Linked DNA regions of Arachis hypogaea: region 1 is linked to region 2. The links are chromatin contacts, called in public Hi-C maps. All regions are on one chromosome and are shown on one strand. The core of a region is the stretch at or near the end of the contact, and the rest is flanking DNA. Distances in the headings are between cores, read along the strand shown.

What was found. A called contact is a pair of places that touch in the nucleus more often than the background predicts.
Region 1: a Hi-C map of leaf shows a contact between it and region 2, with 1.8 times the contacts expected there. The contact joins the promoter of LOC112801321 here to the enhancer-like site in region 2. A contact is called at or near these places in 2 of 8 Hi-C or Micro-C datasets (both in leaf).

What each region holds. Positions count from the first base shown.
Region 1 is chr5:38,401,921-38,408,791 of arahy.Tifrunner.gnm2.J5K5, forward strand. It overlaps LOC112801321, which reads left to right and starts at 3,565. Exons shown (of 7, transcript XM_025843992.3): 1 at 3,565-3,983; 2 at 4,151-4,252; 3 at 4,455-4,569; 4 at 4,719-4,834; 5 at 5,316-5,504; 6 at 5,586-5,728; 7 at 6,112-6,553. The coding sequence starts at 3,856. The coding sequence ends at 6,293. It overlaps LOC112801319 (WEB family protein At3g02930, chloroplastic), which reads left to right. Exons shown (of 3, transcript XM_025843990.3): 2 at 1-120; 3 at 402-2,790. The coding sequence ends at 2,630.
Region 2 is chr5:38,359,015-38,365,676 of arahy.Tifrunner.gnm2.J5K5, forward strand. It overlaps the pseudogene LOC112801318. Among protein-coding and RNA genes, the nearest start is that of LOC112803477, 28 kb to the right of the region's middle. Within about 2 kb of position 2,542, at least 2 of the 3 cell types and tissues checked have open chromatin away from gene starts, as enhancers often do.

The DNA of each region.
Region 1 (6,871 bases), core at 2,315-4,814, 44 kb after region 2:
GCTGAATCACCATCGCCTCTGCAAGCTTCTCGCCTTTCTGCAGAAAGATCACCGCGAACTGTGAATTTGAAGCCCAATTTTGAGCGAAAATCACCAAGGCCGGTCACCACCCCGCCTGATGTAAGTCATCTCAAATGTTGAGATGGGTCATGTTTGATTTAATGTTTAGGCACGATTTCCTGGATTCTGTTTTAGGATGAAGCATTTGAACTTGAAGTCTTTGAATGTTTGATTTCTCTACAGTAGTGTAATAAGTAAACATTATTAGCCTGGTATTTGCTAGTGAATTGCTGAAGATCTTGTGGTAGTTGATAAAGTGGGAAAATATATATCTTAAGTCCTTATTTGAATTTGATTATCTGTACTTAAAAATATGCTTATTATGTTGTTTGATTTTTCAGAAACTACAACCACGAGCTGCTAAGGGTTCAGAGTTGCAGACCCAGTTGAATCATGCTCAAGAAGAACTAAAGAAAGCAAAGGATATGCTGGTTCAGGCCGAGAAAGAGAAGGCAAAAGCACTTGATCAGTTGAAAGAAGCACAGAAGCTGGCCGAGGAAGCAAATGAGAAACTCAGAGAAGCATTGGTGGCTCAAAAGCAGGTTGAGGAGGATTGTGAGATTGAGAAGTTCCGAGCTGTTGAGTTGGAACAGGCTGGAATTGAAGCTCAGAAGAAGGAAGAAGAATGGAAGAAAGAGCTTGAAAATGTGAGGAGCCAGCATGCCGTGGACGTGGCTTCTCTTCTCTCCACCACTCAGGAGCTTCAGCGGGTTAAGCAAGAACTCGCCATGACTTGTGATGCAAAGAACCAGGCACTGATTCATGCTGATGAGGCAACAAAACTTGCTGAGGTTCAAGCAGAGAAAGCAGATAATCTTTCAGCCGAACTGAGTTATTTGAAAGCCTTGCTAGATTCAAAGCTGGAAACCGAGGCTAGTGAAAACCAGATTGTTTTGAAGCTAAAAACAGAGATAAAGGTTCTCAAAGAAAAAATTGAAATGGAGGCCAAAGGTTACAATGAGAAGTTGACGGAGAAAGAGAATTATATTGAACAGCTTAATGTGGAACTTGAAGCTGCAAAGATGGCTGAATCTTATGCACATAGTATGCTTGAAGAATGGAAAAATAAGGTTGAGAAACTAGAAATGAGAGTTGAAGAAGCAAATAAATTGGAGAGATCTGCATCGGCATCTTTGGACTCCATGACAAAACAGCTTGAAGGAAACAATGATTTGTTGCATGATGCCGAATCTGAAATCACTAGTAGCAAAGAGAAGGTAGCATTATTGGAAATGACTATTGGGAGACAAAAAGGAGATCTTGAGGACTCAGAACGGCGCCTTCTTGTGGCTAAGGAGGAAATCCTTGAAATGTCAAAGAAGGTCAAGTCTCTTGAATCTGAACTCAAAAATGTTAAGGAAGAGAAAGCCCAGGCATTGAGCAAGGAGAAGCTTGCAGAGTCAAGTGTGCAGATCCTATTAGAAGAGAAAAACAAACTCATCAATGAATTGGAGATATGTAGAGATGAAGAAGAGAAGAGCAAAATGGCAATGGAAAGCTTGGCTTCTGCATTACATGAGGTAACTGCAGAAGCTAGAGATGCAAAAGAAAAGCTTTTAGCCAACCAAGCTGAACATAAAAGCTATGGGTTGCAGGTTGAAGATTTAAAAGCCGTTTTAAAGGCTACGAATGAAAAATACGAGTCCATGCTCGATGATGCACGACGTGAGATTGATGATCTTACATTTAGAATTGAGAATTTGAAGGAGGACAACGAGAGCTCCAAGGCAGAGTGGGAGAAGAGGGAAAATCATCTAAGCAACTGCTTAAAGCAAACCAAAGAAGAGAACACGTCTCTGGGAAAAGAAATAGATAGGTTGCTTCATTTGCTTAAAAAAACCGAGGAAGAATCTAGTGCTAAGATGGAGGAAGAAGCTCAACTGAAGGAAAATCTAAAAGAAGTGGAGGCTGAGGTGATCCACCTGCAAGAATCACTGAAAGAAGCACAGGCGGATAGCATGAAATTGAAGGAGAGTTTGTTGGATAAAGAGAATGAGTTTCAGAATGTTTTCCAGGAAAATGAAGAACTCCGAGCAAGGGAACTCGAATCTATTCAGAAGGTGCAGGAGTTATCTAAGCTGCTTGAAGAAGCTACAATTAGAAAAGACAGCAAGGATAATGAAGATCTTTCAGAGAGCGAGAAGGACTACGATTTGCTCCCTAAAGTAGTCGAATTCTCCGAAGAGAACGGACATGGACATGGAGGAGATGATGTATCGAAAGAAAACAAGTCTGAATCTCCGAAACCAGAGAATGTGAATGGAGAAGTGAAGCAAGGAAAAGATGATTCAGTAAAAGTTGAATTCAAAATGTGGGAGAGCTGTCAGATTGAGAAAAAGGAGTTATCATCTGGGAAAGAACTAGATCCTGAACCCTTTGATTCCTTTGGGGAGGAAGTTGTTGACTCAAAGAACATTGGAGTCAATGCTGCCACCTCTGTAGAGAACAAGAGTGATGGTGAAAGCCAAAACGAAAGCTCACCATCAAAGGAACAACAATTCAAGAAGAAGAAGAGATCACCACTTGGCAAGCTTGGAAGCCTGTTCAAGAAAAAGAGTGGTAGCAAATAGAACAAACAAACAACACATTTTGTTAATACTCCACTTTGGCAGTTACATATTGAACATCAAATTGTTTGCTGCACCTATTTATGGTTTTATGATGATGATCATATCTGCTTGTAATATTGTTTAGGATTTTTCTTATCTGATCACATTTTTATTTCTTTTCTTCTGGGGTTGGCAGTAAGTTATCATTTACACAAGTGTGCACACCAAAAATAAACTGATAAACTGAGTGAGGCGAGAAGCAATTGGAAACTAGAAAACAGAATTGATAAGTGAATTGGCAATCCCATTTCCTACAATTTTCCTAATATAACACTACCTTATACAGTAGCTTCAAAATAAGTAAATAAATAAACGAATAAATATTTAACTATTTACGAGCATATAAGTATATTTTCGAAAACATTAAATTTTAGACAAGGTATTTAGTTTTTAACAAAATTTTATTATTTAGAAGTCTTTAAAAATTATTGTTGTCCAATAAATTGGTCTTTTTCTCATTGGCAATCAAATTTTTAATATTCATATTACACAAATAAATTTTTAATAAATTTTATTAAAATATTACTCTAAAGTAAATTATTCCCTTTCAAAACGATAAAGAGATTCATCTATCCAATGAAATTAATTTTCAAGGGCTTTAGAAAGAATAAAAAATTGTTATCCTATTAAAATATTCAAAGAACAATATTATATCACCAATAAATATTATTATTTTTTTTTATCAATATTTGACTAATAATAATTTTTATCTGTATTTATAAGAATTTTACACTAAAAAATATATATTTTACACTTATATTTATCAAAAAATTTTTTACATAAATAAATATAATATACATCATATTTTTTAAAATTTATATATATAAATTAATAAAATTTATTTATTAAAAATAATTTAACATTTATATTAATTAAATTATGACTAAAAATACTGAAAAAAAAAAAGTAAAAATTACTTAGTACCAAGAGTTTCTCATATCAAAATTTGAGATTTTATTCATATATTTGAATTTGATTACTTGTTCAATGTTTGCTTAGCAGTGAAGGCAGAGAATGATAGAGTGATAATAGTAGCCAGCTGAAACCTTAATACTTAGTTGAACTTGAACAGTGATTTTGGGCACACAACTGAATCTATTTGGCTTTGCCCACTCAACAAGAATTCGAACCAAATCGCAATCGCTCCCCATTTCTTTCTTCCAGTTTTTGGCAGACGAATTTATCGATGATGTGGGCAGCGATTATCTGCGGATTGGTATTCTACAAATTGATCAAACGATTCTTCTACGACGACGACATTTTGGACGTTGAAGGATCTGATCACTCTTCTGCTCTTTTCTCCGTCGCCGATAGGTCTCTTTTCTTACTTCTCTTTCTTATTTTTTTTTTTCAATCTAGGGCACGAATTTTCCTCAAATTTTGAGAAATTTCAACTTTTTTTATGAGGTTTTCAATCTCAGTGCACTTAATTTTCTAGCTTGTAGAAGAATTCGACGTGACTTTAATGTTTCGCATTTCAGGGTTCAAAAGCTTTACGGAGGAAATGTTTATGTTGGTCTTCGAATTCCAGATGCTGATACTAGTTCCAGACAGAGCATTGACATAGTTCTTGTCAAAAAAGAGTACTTTCCTTTTTTGATTTTCATTTCTTGTCAATTCAATTGTTTGTTCGCTCTGACAGTGTCACTGTTCTTGTTTGATTAATGGAGAAAATGGCATACCCGTGACCCTATTTATTACTTCTTTCTGCATTTACTTGCTGAAGTTTCAAATAATCAGTTATATGATTTCATTCCTTAAATGTCTCTGTTTCTGATATTTCAGGGAGGTAGTTGTGATATCCGTGAAGAACTACTCAGGGATTTTAACAGTTAATGGGGATGGTACTTGGGCCTGTGAAAAAACAAGCAGCCATAAAGTAGAGCGTCACCCTGATCCTGTGAGGAACTGCATCTCTTAAATGTCTTTGTTGCTACAATGCTGGTTCATAGGGTGGCTTGAATCAGAAACTAATATCAGATGGTTATTAATTAGTATGAACAGGAAAGTGACATGGCTTGATTGCTTTCTGTTTCCTGAACTATGTAGGTGGCAGAAGCAAGAAAGCAAGCTTCTATCCTTGAATCATATCTTGAGCAAAGAGGAGTAGCTTTACCTGAAGGATACATATCTTGTAAAGTTGTACTTCCTAACCCTAAATTATGGTATGATTTTGAAACTTGTATAATTGTTCCTATGAGCTGTGTTAAATCTCTTCTAATATTTTCAAAGGGTCACATTTTCTGACCTGTGGGTAAAAAAGATAAAATGAAAAACTTCAAATCATGTATAAGAGAAGAAAAGTTGATGCTTGTAAAAATCAGAGACCCAAGTTTACTATTGTGAAGCTTGATGTGGTGGAATGGAATATTTGGAGTCTGTTATTTTTGCTTCTAATTTCTAAATGATGAGGCTGCGGTATTAGATAATGATAAACATGATAATAAGGAGCTAGAAGAAGATTAAGTTATAACAGTTAACATAGAGGATGATGATAAATTGCATTTTGATCTATTTTGGCTTTATCTCTTAGAAGTTTTTGTTAGTTGTAATGTCATGTAAGTTGCTCGTGATAAATTGTTCTTTCTCTCTATTATTTTAACTTTCCTGTTGATGTATTTTGTGTTTCTTCATTTGTATTTGCAGTACCATTGCAGCAAGTAGTTTGCCATCTGAAGTAGTTACCCATGATGAATGGGTACAAATGAAGCCTGGACCAAAGAATATGTTTTCCGGTTGGGTAAAGAATCCCTTTCGTGCTGGGAAGAAGGATATGCAAGAATCTATCCAACAGAATCTAAATTTTGTCCTTAGCACAGCTCCAATATGGGACAGGTTAGTTCTCATTTATTTGGCATCATTTAATGCTTCCAAATCAGACTTCTTTACTAATAAAATAAATTGCTTGGCCTGCAGGTTGGAACTGAAGGCCAATAAGTACGTGTTGGGTGAGTTCCTCGAATTTAAGGGCAAGCAAGAAGATCTTCAGGCTTTGAGTCAGATTAGAAGATCTAAAGTTGAGCGTATTACAGTCCAAAAGACAAGCATGTTTGGACTAGGTAATCTTTTCGAAATAAATTATGAACTATTCTTTTGCTTTCCAATGATCTTTAGCTGTGTAAACAGTTACCTCTCTCTTAGAGTTTATGAATCAAAATCCAGAATTGGGGTGTAAAATTTCTGTGAGAGGATAAGATTGACTTTCCTACATATTCTAACATTGACTGTTATGCACCAATTGAACTAATAGATTATCTAGATACCATTAGGAGGCTATATCACTGTTTATTAATGCTTATGTTATTCCTATTCCAACGTTGAATTTCATTTATATCATGGTTTCAACTGGTAGCTACTTGTCTTTAGTGGAGGGAGGCAAAGCTTTCTTTAGTTTCATTGTTATAATTTGCAGTTGCTTTGATTAACATTGTATGGTTTGCAGCTCCGTCTAGGCTCCAAGTGTTGTATGCATTGCGCGACTATAGAACTGAAGGGGCATCAGAAGCAGAGTGGAAAGAGGTGACTGTAAGATCAAGCACTGAGATCATCTTCCAGCTCGAAAATTCTTCGAAAGTCCGAAAGTTTAAGCTCTCATCAGTGATCTCTCTGACTCTTAGCGCATGACTTCGCGCTCCGATCGGAGAAAGGTTGTGGTTTTTGCTGATGGCATCCGCCAGTCTCTCTCTTTCTCTCTTTGCTGAATGGATGGGATGGATACACGTATATTATATTTTAAACTTTGCATGGAATGGATTTAATAACTTAATTATGGTCACATGCATGATACAATGCCTTAGAAAATATCTGAGAGTTCAAACGTTTGTTTCTTATACATAATACGTGTTACTGTGTATATTAATGAAATTAACAGTTTCATTTGCTAACTAATGCCTACTTCGTCTTGTTGAAGATATCTCCTTTGTTCGAAGAAACAAAGAAGCCAAATAAGAACGTTTGGCTATTATGAACGGAACTAATCTTTTGGTTCTTCTAGTCACACTAGTACAAATATTACATCTTATTATTTTTATTTTTTCTAAAAATATTTTATATATATTAAAAATCAGTCATCAAATAATCAGCTATCAGAATAATCAAATTTGTTGTAATAGAATAATAAATCTGTAATATATAAATAATCAAATTTGTTTATATTAGTATAATATTTTTCTTATGAGATGTCAAATATGTGTTTTATATGT
Region 2 (6,662 bases), core at 1,292-3,791:
ACTGAGATTGTGTAAGTTCTTTAGACCATCATTGTTATCCATTTTATCAGAAAAAAAAGCATTCTCTCTTTTGCTTTCTCTCTGTATTGCTGTTGCAGAACTACTTCTCTTCTCAATTCCATTGCTGGATCATTAAACCATAAATTTAATCTCCTTCCATTTGTATGTTTTTTGTAAATAGTAAAAGTTTCAATTTTTTTTTTTTTGTATATATATATTTGAATAGATTCTGACAGATGTTTATTATAGCCATATGGGATCATTGAACTTCATGAGATATGGCTCCTTAATAAAAGCCATTTACAACTTCACAAAAGTGCGCACCAGAATTATGGTAAGTATTTTACAATGATTTTTTTTATAATGCGATTATGTTTGTATTGTTGTATTAGTTGCTTGAACGCAAGTATATAGTAAATCATATTGATAGACTACTCTCAACAATTATAATATATGGTTCTGTCTTCGGATGCTAGGCAGAGTCAGTATGTATTGAAATTAATATTCTGTTGGTAACTCAAACGTATTATCTTTTGGTTTGTGCTAACAGGTACGTAGTGAAGGAATTTGAGGATAACTGACTTGCCATTTGCAAGCCACATAGGAGTGAATAATAGAAAAATACTTCTAATGTAAGTTTTTTTGGGGGAAGGAAAAAAGAAAGAAAAAAGTTATATATATTACTCTCTTTATTTATATATAGTTTTTGTCTTATCACTTCAGTGTATTTTTATTCAAATTGCACCATAAGAGACTGAGAAAGAGGATGCAGTTGTTGATATACAAAGAAAGATGGTCGTATATTTCCAATTTCCACCCTTTCGTTTTCTTCCCCAGGTAGAAAAGTAATGTGTAGTTGTCATTGCAAAGCAATGTTGTGTACTAATAACAGGACACATTGTATCGTGGAAGGGAAAAGAAAAGAACAGGGTACCTGATAATTACATTTTAACACCCTTTCACTTTAAAATCTCATTAGTTAAGCATAAGATAATAGAGGTTAAATAAATAACAGAGACTTTTGAGATTTTTTTTTAGCTTGAGTTTTATTTAAGAAAAGCTTCCAAATGTAAACATGAAACATGATTGATTGTTTTTTCTTTTCTTTTCCTTTTTTCCTTGTCTTCTTTTTTTTTTTTTGTTGGTGAAAGTTGTATATTTGAATTGAAGTGGTTAATGAGTTTGCAATTTTGCATATACCTTTTTCTTTTCTTATTTGTGAAGAGATATATTGCCGTATGGTGCCAACAGCAACAAGGTGAATGAATGAATAATGATGATGATTACTTGTTCATTCTATGACCACAATTCCATTTACTACTCTTCTCTTGGACTTTCTAGTTACCGTACATTATATACAGCATTTTCACCATATGCATAAAGCAAGTTTGATGATCAAATTCTCTGCATTTCACTACTATACTATTTCAGCTGCATTCCTTTGTTGTCACTTGTAAGCGATTCAATTCTCTTTACTAACTTATTGGTTTATTGGATTTTTCTCCCGGATTAATGGTCCCCTCCAACCTTGAGAAAATTAATTCTGGACAACACACAAGAAAAACTCCAATGCTCAAAACAAAAGGGAGTGGGGTTGGGAGGGGCTTATTAGTTATTACATGATTTTTATAAAAAGGAAATGAAGAAAGTTTTTTTTTTTTAAAAAAGAAACTGTATCTGTTTTCGTAATTCTAATAGAAGTTTAAGTAGTTCTCATATAAATAAATAAATAATTCAAAATTTGTTTATTTAAATACTATGAAGATAGTTAAAAAGTGAGCTAGGATTCTTAGTTACTTTCCAATCTATGATATTATGGAAAGGTGTACTTTGAATTTATACTAATCACTAATTAACTTTTTTATATGAAGCACGGACATATTTTGGACACGACACTCACCGACACTCGTCTGATACGCGTGTCTGCTGTGTCTAACCGTATCTTAATAAAAAGTAAAAAAATTTTCTCCAAACACACTTAGACACACTTAAATATCATCACATGTCAACGTGTCCAATCTTATTCTTAATATATATTCTTAAAATAAATTTAGATATAGTATATATTAATATTTATTAAAATAAAAAATATTTTAAATATTTAATATAATTAAAATAAGACATTAAAAAGAATTAAAAAATTAATTTATATTTTAATATCAATAAAATATCAAAATATTATTATGATTTATCTAAAAAATACTTTATATTTTATATGTATGCGTGTTCTCGTATCTTATAAAATTTTAAAATTCATGTGTTAGCCTATTCCATGTCGTGTCCCTGTCCGTGCATCACAGAGTTTTCTTACTCACATCTAGTAGTACATACACATTTACTTTCTAGTTTCTACTGAGCTAGCTTCAAACCAGTTTAACCAGCTACTAATACCTTAGTTTAATTTGGTTATACCAACCTAGCAACCTACATTTAGTTTTGCTTTGAAATTTTTAAAAGCCAGTTAAATCAGAATAAAAATAACAAAGAAAAGAAGGAGAATATGCCTGACATATGTGTCATGCGACAAAATATTCAGTATGATTAATTAATTGTCTACAAAAGCCAGAGAATGACAGTTGGAAACGGAACATATATATAATTAGGTTGGAGAAGCTGAATAAACTTTTTTCGGATACTAATACTAAAAAAAATATGTATTTAATACATGCGGTAAACATTTTTTTCTTGATAAGTTATATGCATTAAATATTATTTTATGGTACATATTTAAAGTGAGAAACTATACTTCACCTTCCAAAAATTTTTCATATTGCTTCTTTTTGGACGGATCATTGCTTTTTTCCAACATAAGAATGATGATGAAGGATGAGGTATTCTCTGCAATTTCGAGTTTGACCGTAAACTTCACATGTGGATGCCATACAATACAACAGAAAAGCATGCGACAAATTACTAGTTAATATTGTTACAACGAAATGAAGGCTAATTAAGCATGCTGAATAATCATATTCATATAGATAATATACGGTTCCCACGCACGTTGGCATCATTATCAAATTAAAAGATAAATAGCTGTAAGTTTCACCTACTAATATAATATTATATCATAGAATATATTCGGATTTGGTTGCGACAGGAAGAAGATAAATTAAAAAAGAATTAAGCTAAGGGGTATTTGTTGGTTGCGAGTCAGCTTCCCACCATACAAAAGTTGACCCAATAATAGAAAATCTCAGTTCAGAGAGAGAGATTAACCAATTTGTTTCATATATAATTTATTTATACAATAAAATTAACGAAAATACTATGTAAACACAGAAATAAATCACTAAATCAAGATTTTTTCTTTCAAATAAATAAAATAAGAGGTTATTTTTCTTGTGTCCACTAAATTTATAAATTAAGAAAGTTTTCATTAAAAATTTAAAAAAAATAAATTTTTAATGTATTTATTTTATATTTATTAAGTAAAAATATTTAAAATTTTTAGCTAATTATAAATTTATCATATGCTCTTAGGGTATATTAGTTAAACCTATAAAGTAAATATTAAAATTACACTAGTAAACACGCTAGGATTTATTTACGTTTATATTCTTTATTACATAAACGAGTTAGTTTTTAACATCTTTGGCATAGACAAAATAAATAATGAAGAATTAGCAATGTATCTAGTCCCCAGACAAGATAAAATATTGTAGCCTTTATAAATATATTTCGTCTATGCTAGGAATGAGATACATTTGTAACTAACGTGTTCATACTGAAGATAAAATACGCGTTTTACATATGGGACAATAATTTTTAACTATATAAACATACTTAATACAAGTATAATGAAGTCCAATAATACAGATAAACATAGTCTCAAATTATACATTCAACATAACCATGAACTATAAACATATTCTCAAACTATACATTCAATATCAATTTGAGATACAAATACGCATAATACACTTTCTTAATAGATAATAATGAATTATGGGGAAAAAGGAGGCTAATAATGATAATGAACTATGCAGAATACTAGCTGTACTGCATGTCGACGGTCAAATATGGCGGGTAGGCCCCTGAGGTCGTGGTAGTAGAGGTGCCATATAAGACTGTGCTAGAAGATTTTGTGGAGGCGGTAGAGATTCGTGGATGTAACACTTTTACTACTAAAATGTCACACTTCTGGTTATGCTACTGTGATAGCGAAAATATTACGACAACATCTATATATTTAATAATAAAATATGAGCCTTTAACTCAAATTCGTATTGACTTTTTATTGGAAACCAAAAATACTTTTTTCTTGAAAATGTACATACACACATATAAACCAATCATAGTCACCTCACCATCATAATCTGAACCAACAAGTCACAAGTACAAGCAATCAAATAGATAATCAAACAATCACACATAGAAAACAATTATGACAAATAGTACATTTAGCAGTTAACAAAATATCAATTAGGCAAAACAAATAATTATGCAGACCCAAGCAATTTCAAACAAATACAATATGATCCATGCCTATTTTACTGGCCATGAGCTCACGTGTCAGTTAAACTGTCAAAATTTGACACATCCGATAATTAACCCGAACATTGTCTCTCGATTGTACATCTCCAGGAGAAAAATATCTGGGCTTATCACAAGTCGGTCTTAGAGGGAGAGTGCGCTGTTAGCTTCTCACTGGAGGTATCATTCTGTCTTAGAGGGAGAGTGCCCTGTCACTTAGCTTGTCTCAGAGGGAGAATGCCATGTCACTTTCTCATTGGGAGTATCGTTTTGTCTCAAAGGGAGAGTGCCCTGTCACCTTTCTCACATCACACCGCAACCACAAGCAAGCGGAATGAGACCTCCGTCCTTGCCGGGTTCAGGTGCCAAACCAAATACGCAAGCGGGACGAAACCCATGACCTTGCCACGCTAGCGGGACAAACCTCCGACCTTGTCAATCCAGGCATTCAGGCCACAATCAGTCACAATAATATTTCAATCAAACCTCATAACATTCATAATCACCATCTATTAGGAATATAGTGCAAGCACACTCTTGGAATATAGTGCCCAGCACACTCTTAGGTTATAGTGTCCAACACACTTTTCAATCATAATCATTATCATCATCAAACTCATCATTAACATAATCAAAATCACAACTTATTAGATTCACTAACCCCATCTTTTATCAGCTACTAATCTTATTATCATGTGAGCGAGATAACACCACCTCCTCACCGTAAGCGGGACGAACCTCCATCCCCACAACAATATCATACGGTTAACCAAGTGTTTAACCAGAAATAATTCATTTTAATTCATAGGACTTAGTCACACTCTATCCAAAGTTTAAAAACAAGTTATCAGACTTTATTTAGGGGTTATAGGAGTTTACAAGCGTGTCGAAAAAGTCAAACAGTCAAAAACAGAATTTTTTTTAACAAAATAGGATCTGTGCGTACGTATTACCCCTCGTGGGTACGCATCACTCCTTGTGTGTACGCACAACTGGCAATTCCCCTCTCGTGCATATGCATGAGTTGCAACACCCCTTCTGATTGGTGCCCATGCACACCAGCCAAATTTTTTTATTTTCTGCAGAATCTGAAATTTTAGTTTTTAACACTAGTTTTCAAACGTTCATAACTTCTTTTATAACACTCTATTTTTATCCATTCTTAGACAGTTTTAAAGATATTTTTACTAGCTTTAATCTAAGATAAATTTCACTCAAATCCAAACTCCAAGCGCCAAGTTATGGCCTGTCGAAGTTGGTCAAAAATATATTTTTACCAAATTCTACATAAAGTCATTTTGGCCACTTCTCAATTCATTTCCTTTTTGAAAACCAAAGACATTCTCTCCATTTCAATACCAACACCCAAATCAAGGCTCATCACAAGTATTCATTCACAATCACAACTATAACGTGGCAATGCCACTAACAATTCACATAATTCACCCAACATTCAAACATACCAATTCATGAAACTCGCATAATCAACAAAAATATAATTTTCATATCGATATCGATTTATAATAATTCTTAGTAATAAAATAATTTTAAGAAAAAATTCTACCTTGTTGACAGCGGTTCCCAATGTAACACCCTACCACACAGAGCTTTACGCTTAAGCCGTAAAACAGAGGTGGTGTAGTATTACGACCTCTATTATATATATATATATATATATATATATATATATATATATATATATATATATATATATATATATAAAATAGTAGTTGAAAGAATATAATATTCAATGAGTCTTGAAGGTTGGTTAAGCAAAAACATGAAAAATAAAAGCACAACACTCAAGGGTAACGATTACTTGCGTATGAAGAAAGTAGAGATACATGTATATATAATAAGAGTAGAGAGTCAATGATACAAAATATTTGAGCCATGGGCTCAGCCTGCTAAGCTAAGGCTGGCCAGAGAATATCATATACATACATATATAATCCAAATCCTCAAAATACTCAAAAGGGAGTTCTAGTTCTCCATAAAACCTCTATGAGGCACAAAAGCTAAACAGAATAAGGGAAAAGTCTACACAATACATATACATGTACATATACATCAAAATAACCCAAAATACAAAGTCCCAACTCCACTGTGACAGGAACTCCAGACGCCTAGCGATGTGCCTTTCAACTTGTATCTGATAATAACATTTGTATAGGATGAGAACCGGGGGT